Regions from separate parts of the Macaca mulatta genome. Here region 1 is linked to region 2. The links are chromatin contacts, called in public Hi-C maps. All regions are on one chromosome and are shown on one strand. The core of a region is the stretch at or near the end of the contact, and the rest is flanking DNA. Distances in the headings are between cores, read along the strand shown.

Evidence for each region. Hi-C and Micro-C count contacts between places; a contact is called where the count stands out from the background.
Region 1: a contact with region 2 is called in a Hi-C map of fetal cortical plate, with 1.9 times the contacts expected there. The contact joins the promoter of EPHA4 here to the enhancer-like site in region 2. A contact is called at or near these places in 2 of 14 Hi-C or Micro-C datasets (fetal cortex germinal zone and fetal cortical plate).

Annotation. Positions count from the first base shown.
Region 1 is chr12:126,820,601-126,826,472 of T2T-MMU8v2.0, reverse strand. EPHA4 (EPH receptor A4) reads left to right here and starts at 2,714. Exons shown (of 17, transcript NM_001260870.1): 1 at 2,714-2,836. The coding sequence starts at 2,746.
Region 2 is chr12:126,676,377-126,682,852 of T2T-MMU8v2.0, reverse strand. It overlaps EPHA4 (EPH receptor A4), which reads left to right. Exons shown (of 17, transcript NM_001260870.1): 15 at 1,339-1,532; 16 at 4,859-5,014; 17 at 5,349-6,122. The coding sequence ends at 5,463. Among named protein-coding and RNA genes, the nearest start is that of EPHA4, 140 kb to the left of the region's middle. Within about 2 kb of position 1,257, at least 3 of the 40 cell types and tissues checked have an H3K27ac peak or open chromatin away from gene starts, as enhancers often do. A contact at or near this core is called in fetal cortical plate, where this site is marked.

The DNA.
Region 1 (5,872 bases), core at 1,465-3,964, 140 kb before region 2:
TCTAGGTAGTCACAATGGATAGAGGAATTTTCAGCAGCTCATTTCTGATCTGCAGCCCAGAAGTGATTTAAAGAGGAAGTTATGGTTCAGTTTTTCCAAGTAAGCGTTTCCTGCTTCTTGGTCCTCCTGATTATCGGGCTGCTTTGGGGCCTGAACTAAAACATAGGAAGAAAAAAGGGGAAGTCAGTGAATGTACTCTAGCAAATGATGCCTTGCTTTAAGGCAGCTGTGTCTGGAAAGACTTTGTTTAATAATCAATGTGCATATCCTGGGGGAAAAAATGGTACATGTTTTAGAAATTTTACTGTTGATAACAATGCAGGCAGTCAGTTTCCCATTTCAACCACAGATACATGCAACACTCAAGCTCCTGCAGAGAGGCAACCAGCATCTATTGTTTAAAAAGGTTTCAAAAAGAATTCGGATTGCTCTTTTCTCTTTTGAATCTGTGTGCCAAATGACAGGGACCAATATTCGTCTTCTTTTTCTGTAAAACTCAGAAAGACATGAAAGAACCTAGGAATGCATTTCTTAAAGGGATTTAGTGCAATTGTTTTAAATAATTTATGCACGCACACACACATACATATATCCCCCGAGTACTTTTTTTTTTTTTTTTGCCTTTTTACTTGTGTGCAGTCAGTAACTACAATAACTGAAATCCACTTCTTTGGACTGTGACATTTAAGCAAATCTTGTATCTAGAAACCGAAATGCCCAGAGTCTCGCACAAGCTGTTCCTCTGGGCCACCAACTCACACAGCCGCCGCCCAGCGCCTCGGCACGCGCGCTCATCTTATGTAAAAGTAAAAGTTGCTCATGTCATTAGCTCGGCTCTGAGTTTGCATGAGAAACCAGCGCAGCTCTCGAGCCAAGGGGGAAAACACGATCTGCTGCGGAGCCCAATGACCTGAAACCGTAGCAGCGACTCGAGACCTGTCCTCTCCTCCACGCCGACCTACACCCCTCCCGCTTTATTTAGGATCTGCTTTTCCGAGAGCAGCCACTCAAGCAACCCCCGAAGGTTTGGTAGGAGTTTCTCCTTGAAACGCTTTCCGATACCATCTTTTGAAATCCAGCAGGTGAGAGTCACGACAGACTCCGGGACCTCTTGAGCGCTGCCCGCAGCCCCACGGTAGGAGTAGTGCAGGAGACTTGGCGGTGGCTGGAAAGCTCGCCCAACCGCACGTACCACCTCTCTGCTGGGTTGCGGGTTGCGGGTTGCGGTCTTTGTCCGCTCGCCCTTCCTCCGGGGCCGCACACTCCCGCATCTGGCCGGCAGGTGGCGCGGTTGGCTCACGATGAGCTGCGGCCCGGGTTGGAGAGGGGCCTCCACCTCCCCGCGGCCGCCCGGCCGCCGGGACCCAGGCTCCCCGGGAAAACCCGGCCCTGCTCCGGAGGGAGTCAGAGGAGGGGCAGCCTGGGAAGAGGAAGGGAGGCCTCATCGCTAGGAATCCGTGCTTCTGCCAACGCCTGAGGAAATGCACCGAGTGGCGTTGGGGACTGGTCCCTGGGACACCGGCTGCGCTGCCGTCGCCGGATCGCTCTTAGGTGGCTGAGTCCACGGCTCGGGCATCGGGGGACAGACCACAGCCCGATGGTGCCAGTGCCCCCGGGACCGGAGCAGCCGGGAGGGGCTGTGCGGGTCCTCCTGCTCGCCGTCGTCTCCCGGGGCAGGGAGGGCTGTCCCGGCTAGGTTGGAGCGGGGAGTTGCAGCAGCCGCTCCGGGCAACTTCCCAGTCCCTGTCTGCCTTGTCTGTGCAGCTGCGGGTCCCCGCACCCACACTTAAGCCTTTCGCTTCTACCCCCACCGCTCCCGGACAGCCCAGGCCCGGTTCCAGGGACTCCCCCCGACGCTGCCCCCGGGAAATCCACAATTGGTTCCTGCAGCCCAAGGCCCTGTCGGGGCGTCCTGGGCCCTGGGCGAGGTCCACGGCGTGTGCACAGGGGACGGGGCCAGCGGGGACTTCCTTACTGCTAGAAAGTCATTCCTTCAGTCTCTGGAGACAGTGACGGAGCCCTGCTGCGGGCTGGAAGTTGGGGACCGACTAGGTTCCCGCTCTCCAAGCATCTGGGGAGCCAGGGAAGAAGCAAGTCATGGAGCCACAAAACTCCCCTCAAAGAGCATTTCAGAGGGGGAAGCGCCATAAAGACAAAACAGGGCAAGGCGGCAGAGGGTGGCGGTGGCAGGCGCGCGTGTGCAGCTCAGCCTGGGCGCGCTGGACGCAGACAAGTCGACCCTCCTAAAGAAGCAACCGCAGAGGGACAGGTCAAGTTAGACTTCTTTTATTTCAATAAAAGAGCGTTTTCCTCCATTTCAAACTGCCCGTGGTGGGAGAAAAGGTTGCCAACCTCTTCTCTGGCTCCCCTCGGTCAATTCCAAGCTTTTCGAAGCTCCCTCCGCCGTCCAGGGGCTCGACCTTCGAGGTGACGTGGGGGATCCCGCTGGCTCCCTCCGGCAGGCGGGGGCGGGGACCCGGCAGTGCTCGCCCCCTCGAGCCCCGGGAGACCTCGCGCCCCGCGGAGCCCGGAGGGGGCGGAACCCTGGGGCGGGCCCTACGCGGTGAAGGCGGGGCCTCGGCTGTCCCGTCTGCGCCGCCATTGGCCGCGGGCCCCGGACTGGCGGGCTCACGTCACCGGCCGGGCCCGCCCCCTTGGCAATGTCTTCAGCCCGCTGCTCTCCTAACTTAAGCATTTATTCCACTGGGATAGAAGCGGCAGGAGCAGCGTTGGCACCGGCGAACCATGGCTGGGATTTTCTATTTCGCCCTCTTTTCGTGTCTTTTCGGGATTTGCGACGCTGTCACCGGTTCCAGGGTGTACCCCGCGAATGAAGGTAAGAGCGGGACGGCCTTTCTGTGGTCGGGGACAGCGCGGGGCCATCGCGGGTGAGGGGCCCTCAAGAGCGCAGGGCCAGGTGGTGCGGGGGGAGCCCGGCGTGAGCAGTGCCTCCCGATTCGGGAGAAGAGGACCGGGGCGAGGGGCTTGGCGAAGGGGCAGCGGGGAACTGCAGGGCAGCTTGCCCCGAGGCCGTGACCCGTGCACGCGGTGGGTCTGTCCAAGTTTGTAACGAAAGGCCAAAGTTTATCAGCATCCGCCAGCGAGGCCCGCTCGAGGCGCCCCGAGGGGATGCACGGGAGGCAACGCCAGGATTTGAAAAAAAAAAAAAAAAATTACAAGAACCACGTCCTCTCCGGAGCCAGCCCAGGGCGAGGGGAAAACGCAGCCTGGAGCACAGTGAAGCCTTGGTGCTCCCGGGTTCTAGCGAAAGCCTTTCGAGCTCTGGTTTCTGCAAAGTTTCCCGAGCCCTGCGCTTCTCGGGACCGGGCTGCGGGGCCTGCTCCGCAGCGCAGCGGTCGTGGCGCTGCTCGTCAGGCGCCAGTGACCTGGTTTCTAGCACCTGGAGTCAGACACCTTTCTCCTCACCAAGCCCAGCGCCCCGAGGGTGCCATTGCGGGCCTGAGGGGCCCGGGCTCTTCACCCCGCAGACTTGGGGAACCCGCCGGCAAGTTGAACGCAGTCGAGTTTTAGCTTTTCGCCCCAGAATTGCACACTGTTTAGAGCTAACGTGCGGGATCGACGGGACCCGTCTGGGTGCTCAGTTTTCTGTACATCCGTTCGGACGTGCTGGGAGGATTGTATGTGCCTGTGTGTCTGTGTCGGGAGATGGGGCGGCGGGGGGGCGGGGGCGGTGATCATTTAGATACTGAGAAACCCAGGGAGAGGCGAACGGTGTGTGTGTGTGTGTGTGTGTGCGCGCGCGCGCGCGCGCGCATGCATGTATGTGTGTGTGCATGTCTGCGTGTGTGTGCATGTCTGCGTGTGTGTGCTTGTGTGTGTGCGCGCGCGCGTGCAACTGCGTATATGTAGGTGCGCGAATGCCTGGGTGGAAGCGGACGCGGAGGATTGTATGTCTGTTTGCAAATGTCCTGAGTGTGTGCGCGTGTGTTCGAGTGTATGCTCGTGCTGTGTTCCAGAGTATGCTCGTACATCGGCCTGCGTGCATCTAGTCTTACATCTGTCTCTCATTCTTCTCCTTTCCGGCATCCATCTATCCATACGTCCATCCATCCGTCTATCCATCCATTTCTGCATCCATCCATCTCTCTGTGCATCCATCCGTCCGTCTGTCCATGCATCCATCCATAATGCATCCAGCTATATATCTGTCCGTCCGTCCGTCCATCCGTCCCTCCATCCGTCCATCCATCCACCCATTCATCCATCCATCCATCCATCCATCCATCCATCCATCCATCCATCCATTCATCTTACCATCTCTCCAGACATCCGTCCATCCATCCCTGTGCACTCTATCGTTTTCTCTGTTCCGAAGGAGGGAGCCAAAAACCAACTTAGCTCAGCCGGTACCCGGAGCTCTCCGGAGAGACGGAGGCTCTGAGAGATTTATACACCTGCCCACAGACGTCGCTTGGGAGGAAAGGGGCGCTCTCTCACCCTCTGGGTCTCCCCTATCCTTCTGACGTGGCTTCTGGTGGTTCTGGTGCCATCTCGGCCGCCGCCGCCCCTCGGTCCCTAGGGTTATTCATTCTCCTGAGCGGAATCGTTGATCCCGCGTTCTCCTGGCCACTTCACACACTTGTTAGGACGTCCCCTGAGACCTCTCTCGCCCCAGATGTAGAGACTGTTTGCTTTCTTTCTTTTTTTTAACCCCCCCCCCCTTTTTTTTTCTTTTAGGAGAAAAACTTAGGAGCCCAAGACAAAAAGGCGCTGAGAGCCCTAGGCTCCTGTTGAAGGGGAGGGAGGGATGTCTGTTCCCCTCCCCTCCCCCATCTCCCCCATCTCCCCCTTAAAAATTAATTCACTTTGTTGCTTTCTATTCCCATCACGTTTCCTTTTCTCCCTTTTACCCTCCCTTTCTACTCCCTCCCTTTTTTTGTAAATTGGGTCTTATTGTTTCCTTTGTGTCCCTAATCCACCTTACATAAATCCAAATGGATGTAGCGGGCCTTTCTCTAGGGACAGAGAGGAGAGAATGGTTGCGGTGGTGGGGGTGGGGGAGGGAAGGGGGTGGGTTGCGGTGGTGGGGGTGGGGGAGGGAAGGGGGTGGGAACTCCAGGCAGGAGCGACCCAGGGAAGGCTCTACATTTTAAAATCATTAACAGACCCCAGGAATTCAGACTCCCCGGGAAAACTAGGGAAAAGAGACTGATTTTTAACTCCATTGACTTTGAGGTGTAATGAGAGGGAAAGTGGGCAGAATCCAGGGGCCTGGGGGTAAGCTTGAGAGTTGGGGTGCGCATGAGCACAGAGGAAGGCTTCCCATTCCCACCCCTCCCCCAGCCTGAGGAGCCAGCCTGGCTGATCAAATTAATAACCCAGTGTTTTCCTGTGAGGTGGGCCTTTCGACACCCAGGACTGCAGATCTCGGTGGGAAAGAGAGGTTTTGAATTCATTGCGTCCTTTTGGATGTTCCCCTTACCTAGCGCTGTTCTAGCCTGAGCGGGGGACCGCAGCTCGGTAGGCTGTCCTCCCTTCCCCCCAAGCTTTGACGCACTCTTAGGTGTAGCACAAGCACACTAAAGCCCTTAGGCAGCACTCCATACCTAAAATTCAAGCCAGTGATATCCTAGGGGTGGAAGACGAGTCTCTGATTGTCCCCAACACATCTTGAGAAAGAGAGACTACTTGAGGTACATTTGCATTCTGATTCTGCACGTCTGGCATTCCCTCTTTCTGAAACTTTGATATTTAAAAAAACAGCGGATACCATATTCATGGACTATTTACTTGGTTGTGGAGGGGAAAATGTTAGGGAGAGCCTTTGCCTGACCCTTTGGATAGGATACTCTCTGATAGAAGAGAGAATTCACTTGTGGCTCTGTCACCCTGATGAGTTATGTGGTCATCT
Region 2 (6,476 bases), core at 8-2,507:
AAAAGGATCAGAGGGCTCAATAAATCACAAGATGATTTGTTAAACTGAAACAGTGCTCTAATTAAGAAGACCACAGTCATACTAATCCAAAGACACTGGACCCAACAGACTGTTTTCTGTCGAAGGCCAATTTCTGAGCAGTCAATAGACCCACCACAGGGTGAGTCCAATGAAGTCATTGGGATGGCTCAACCACTGGTTATCTCCCTGGCAGCTATCATGTTGATAGAAAGAAAAATAAATGGAGTGATTTAAAGCAAATAAAATGTTTAGACTCCCAAACAAATAAAAGCACCTCCAGAATCTCAGAGGATATCCATAAACAAAGATAATGAGTAGCCAAAAAGCTGTGAAGTAATTCTCTATAAATTTGGTATGTCCTACCATATTACTTTATTGGAATTTATACCCCAAAGTGGGGGGAGGATGTTAGGGAAAAGTCTATAAGAAAATAATTTAATGCCTGTGAAGACAGATGAGAAAAATTAGAATTAGCAAAGAGACTGTTGAATGAGTTATTGATGACTTACTAGGCAAGTAGACTGCTCTGGGCACTTTCGATGGTCTTGGCCAATAAGACAATTATCATCTACCATTGTAGCTTCCTTCCTTAGATGTGAGAGGGTCTCCTTCAAAATGTAAATGCCCCAAAAGAAGGAATTTTTTAAATTGTTTTTTACTTTTTTTAAAAAAAATCTACTTACTAACACCTTTAACAGGGTCGACTGACAGCCAACTGAGACTAAGAAAGAAATTCAGAATTGGTGTCTAGGGGTAAAATAATCCAAAAGAAAAAATGGCTGGGCATCTGGACTTGGACTCTGGTGTTGACCCACTAGCTGTCTATGTAAGAGGATGGGGGCTTAAAAGGATGCAAAGAAAATTCCATTTTGGAGACAGCTATTAATTGCTTCCCAAGGGAGGTCTTTAGCACTATGTCAGAGTCTCTTTTGCTAAGAGTGTTTAGGTGTGCTAATGTTGAAGAGCAGAATGGAGTGGGGCAGGGGACTGGAGGCAGGGGGCAGGGCCATGTGATCTCTGAGGGCCATCACCAAAACTGACACCACATTGCAGATCTGATTGGGCTCTAGCCACTTGGGAACATTGGTGATTGATGCGTCTTCCCTTTAGAGTACATTTCATAGCAACAGCTGGCTTCCCTCTCCTGTTGCCAGTGATACTCAGGTCTAGCTTTGGCTCATGTGAAGCAGTTGGAGCTGTTCCCAGGCTCCAGCTTGCTGGCAGCTTCATGCACAAGAAACATGCCAGTCAGAAGGGTGAACCTTGAATAGCAGCTTTGCCTGGCAGGTTAACGTACGATCCTGTTGTCTTCCATAGGTGATTAAAGCCATTGAGGAAGGCTATCGGTTACCCCCTCCAATGGACTGCCCCATTGCACTCCACCAGCTGATGCTAGACTGCTGGCAGAAGGAGAGAAGCGACAGGCCTAAATTTGGGCAGATTGTCAACATGTTGGACAAACTCATCCGCAACCCCAACAGCTTGAAGAGGACAGGGACGGAGAGCTCCAGGTCAGCCATGCTTACTTAATAGTGATGTATGAAAGAACACGTTAGAGGAGGCAGGCAAGTGGTGACTCACTTAAATTCCTGCCTTTTCATCAGAGGCCAGTTCACGGCTCTCTGCAAACTGGGTGGCTTCTTTCTCAATTAGTACAGTATTTAAGGTAGTTCTGTTCAGCATTTTGAATAACTTAATACCTGTCAGGCATCAAATAGTTATAAGGAAAAAGCTTTAAAAAGTAATAATAGCAAAGAAATAACTGAAGTGCCTATTTTAGGATGCCAGACCTGAAATTTAGGAAGAGGGATGAAATGTACTTTTAGAAGATGTTCAGATCAGCTATATTTTGAAATGGGGCAGAAACATTGGAATAGTAAGAAATAAAGATTAGAAGACAGGTCTCTAAGCACAGCAATTTTAAGTTGACTTATACAGTGTTAATTGTAAGAAAGAGATTCATTAATTTTCAGTTCTTCTGGTTTCCCTTTTCTGAGTCTTTCAGAGTAGGAGGAAACAGGGCCAAGATAGGAAATGATTGAGTTACAAAGCATGCAGATGAATGTTTGGGAATGATTTTAAAGACCAAAATGATTGGACCACCTAAAAGAGGTACTTATCTTCTTGGAATGAGCAAAATGAAGAAGCATATCAGTCTGTAGAGAACATAAAGATACTGTAAGTCCTACAAGTTCAGTGAGGACTTTCTATATGGAGAATGGACTTTACTGGTATAAGATTCGGGATATCTACATATCAGTAGTCTCTTCTGAAAGGGTGTCGACCATCTTTATCAGTTAAATAATTTTAGAATACAGGCATAATAGACCAGGTGACTCAGGCCTGCGAGAGGTGAGACACTCACTCATCTCCAAATCTGGGCTCCTCACAGGCTTCTGTTTCATCATGATCCTGTGTTAAAAATAGGACATTTTCTCCCACAGTATTTAAGGCCTTCCGATCTTTGCAGGCCCTGTGGTGTTCTCCTCTCATCTTTTTCCTGAAAACTTAGACTAAAGATCCTAAAAGAGAAGGAGTACACATTACGTGAAAAAAAAAAAAAAAAAAAAAGAGAGAACTGTGGAATAGATAGTAGAGATACCCGATATTCTCCTCCAGGTTTTCAAATCCCTGTCATTAGCCACTACACAAAATCCTCAATGGTCTAGCTCTTTTCAGAGAAAACTGAAAAGGATTGAATTAACATTTCACCTCTGCCACTTGGTCACTATGTGAACTAAAAAATAAAAAAAGTCTCCTACTATTGTGAGGCTATTTCTTGTTCTTCTGTTCTCCAAGAGGGTGAAATAGATGACTATAAGGCCTCCTTTCCAGATCCAGCTGACTTCTCTTCCACCTTTTAGATCTTCAGCACCAGAGCCCATGTATTTTTTCTGAGGGTCCATTCAAGGCCAGTTTTATGGTGTTTGGTACTTCTTCTGTTAGCATAAGTCATTCAACCACTCTTACCACATAGCATCTGCTTTGCCCCAAGGTACAAAACAAGTTGAGGTATTAGATACACTATTATCAGTTCTAAATTCTTTTCGCTGATGGTACTTAAATAGCTTTGAAGCTTATTATGGCTTACCTATAATGAGACGTAGTATAACATGGTATGTGACTCAGCACAAAATTAGGCTAATGTCATGGTGTGCCACCAAGAGCACAAAGGCTTCCAGAACAAGCTTCAGAACAACCCTTAAAATTATTGACTTTGAGTGAAGATATTTTCATTGTAAGGTCGTTTTGACCTTGTCACTGCTCAGAGCCTACATCTTCCTCATTAACGCTTTTGACTTAAAGTCAGAAGTAAATGCAAACTATTGGCTTTTGTCTAATAACAAATATTATTGCTTTATAGTGACACTCAATTAAATGTCCAAAATTCTATGTGGTAACATTTGTTATTGACTCAAAATTGAAAGAATAATTACATTTTGACTCTTTTTGCTATAAACATTTACAGAATTGTACTTAGAAAATCAAATTCATATTGAAATAATGGACACAAAAGAAAGGTTACAATGGCAAGGTATTATTTGGACATGAAACTGATTGATAAAAAACATGTCTTTGTTAAAATATTTATATAAAAAATACAAATCAAGTCGATTTAGATGAAAATTAAAATGTAAAAAATCGAATTGGATTAATTCTGCTATGTAGAAAATTAAAGCATTATATTGACTTAATTTTGTTTTTACAAGGAAAGGGTTTTTTGGTTGAAAATTTAGTAGTAATGATATAATTCTGATTTAAATGTTTGTACTTAAATATAGTATCACATTGAAAATCAGGTCAAAGTGTTAAGATCAAACACATTCTGTAATTTTTAGGGAAAACAAGTTCAAAAACTATGACTTAACAAGTAGCAGTATTTTTCTACAGGTTATTATAATAAAGGTAGTATAAAATGCCCCCATGAAGCCCTACTCTGATTATTAAGCAATTGGATGATGAGGATGGCTAACTGTAATTCTCTTAATAGTTTTTATTAGTAAATGATTTTTTATGTGTCAATATCATTAGGAAAGGTAGAATTCCTACCTGTAATTGCTTGTGACAGTGACCTAATAGAAAACACCTGGCCTAAGAAATGAGTAAACTAATAAATAAGTTAATAAGAAGTGCTTTGAATTTGTTGAAATCATTATTCAGGAACCCCAGCAAGGGAATACGAGAAGCACATTCCGCAATCCAAACAGTGATCAAAGTGGCCATTCTTCTGCCAGCCTTGGCACTCGTGCTGGTCAGGCATGGGTTGATTAAAGAGGGGATTAACTCCCTGCTGTCCCAAGTTTGTTTGAATGCCCCAAGTCTGCCTGCAGACCTGGCTGGAAGCATGCTGGACTTGAATTCTTGCTGTTTTCTCTGCTTCCATCCAGTCTGGCAGCTTGCAAGCTCGCAGTTTTCCTTACTCATACTTCACTAGGGTTTCCATAGTTGCTGAACGAAAGTCTGTAATATTCAGTGCTGGCAGGGATTGGACTCTTTCTGCAAAGACTGAACAGGTTTCAGCCATGAGGGCTCTCCCAGTCTTCACCCCAGGCTTGGGTGTTAAAAGACCTGCTATGAGCATGAATGCCCTCAGAGGGCCACATAAAACAAGCGCAGGAAATAGAATTAAGAACAAATAGGATGATTGATATATGGTTTAGCAGCTTTGTGAAATTAAGAGCAAAATATCGCATGGTTACATTTAACAACAGTTGTTCCATTTAAAACCTTCTCTTAGCTTTTTGGTTCTCCTTGCCTAATTTGAGGCAATCAGATTTCAGTCTTCTTGTCTCTCTGGTACCTCCATTCTGCTTATATTTTCTTGTTCTGTTTCTAGACCTAACACTGCCTTGTTGGATCCAAGCTCCCCTGAATTCTCTGCTGTGGTATCAGTGGGCGATTGGCTCCAGGCCATTAAAATGGACCGGTATAAGGATAACTTCACAGCTGCCGGTTATACCACACTAGAGGCTGTGGTGCACGTGAACCAGGAGTAAGTACTCAACGATGTAACACGAAAGGGTAAATCTAGATTTAATAGTATTTTCTTTTTTTTTGCTTTGAGCTGCATAATCATCCTACTCATTTAAAAAAAAAGCAAAAACAAACTGGAATGCCTCTCGTTTTGATTGAGTGTAATTTTACACAGCCTCTATAAAGTAGCTACATTGTTGCATTAAATTGCTTAATGAAACTTTTTAATACACCTGCCTTGTCGTGCTGTATTAATTGTGGCTGATTCAAATGTGTGTCTGCATGAAGCCCTAGAAAAGAGACTGTCAGCCCCCATGACTTTTTCTGTCCCTCTTTTGTCGCCCTATGTACAGGGACCTGGCAAGAATTGGTATCACAGCCATCACGCACCAGAATAAGATTTTGAGCAGCGTCCAGGCAATGCGAACCCAAATGCAGCAGATGCACGGCAGAATGGTTCCTGTCTGAGCCAGTACTGAATAAACTCAAAACTCTTGAAATTAGTTTACCTCATCCATGCACTTTAATTGAAGAACTGCACTTTTTTTACTTCGTCTTCGCCCTCTGAAATTAAAGAAATTTAAAAAAATGTCTGCAGCGTTGCTTGGTGTACAGATTGCTGAACCTGTGGGGCTTACAGAAATGACTGCCGGTCATCTGAATTAGACCTGGAACAAATCGTTTCTCAGAAGTACTTTTCTGTTCATCACCAGTCTGTAAAATACATGTACCTATAGAAATAGAACACTGCCTCCGAGTTTTGATGCTGTATCTGCTGCCGGACACTGAGCTTCTGAGACATCCTTGATTCTCTCTCCATGTGGAATTACAACCATTGTATTTTGTTTGTGGCATAAATTACAGTCATCTCTCTTTCACTGGAATGAAGACCATGCCCAGGAACATGTTTTAAGGACTCAGCTGTGGCTTTTAGGGCTTGGTTCATACCATGGGGGAAAAAACATCCTAGGAGAAAGCGACGTGGCTCATTAGTGTTGCCTCTTCAGTGCTCAAGCCACCTGGTGAATTCCTATGACGCAGGGGGCTGGAAAGAAAGGGAAAGTGGATTTAAAAAAAAATATATATATATATATATATACAAAAAACCAAGCCCCATAATCCCTAACTGGACAAATGAGGTCTGTTTCTTTGGGCCTGAGGCTGTGCCATATAAAGTCTTATTTTAGGACTCTACAAACTTGTCCTATCTTATGGATAGTGGGCTGTGACAATCTGGAATAGAGAACGTTCACACTTCGCTCCTTTAAAGGAGGGACCCCAGATCTGCAAGGTAAGTCCAAAAACCGAGAATGAATTTTTCTCCAGTGAAAACTTCTTTCGTGTTTTAAACTGGATCTCATTCGAAATACTGAAAACAGAAAAATACTCTCTCACGTCTCTCAGGTTGTGTCGATGTTTTTTGGGATTTCAGTCCTTTTATGACAGTGAAAGAGGAGACCAAACACAGTGTGGTTTCCCTG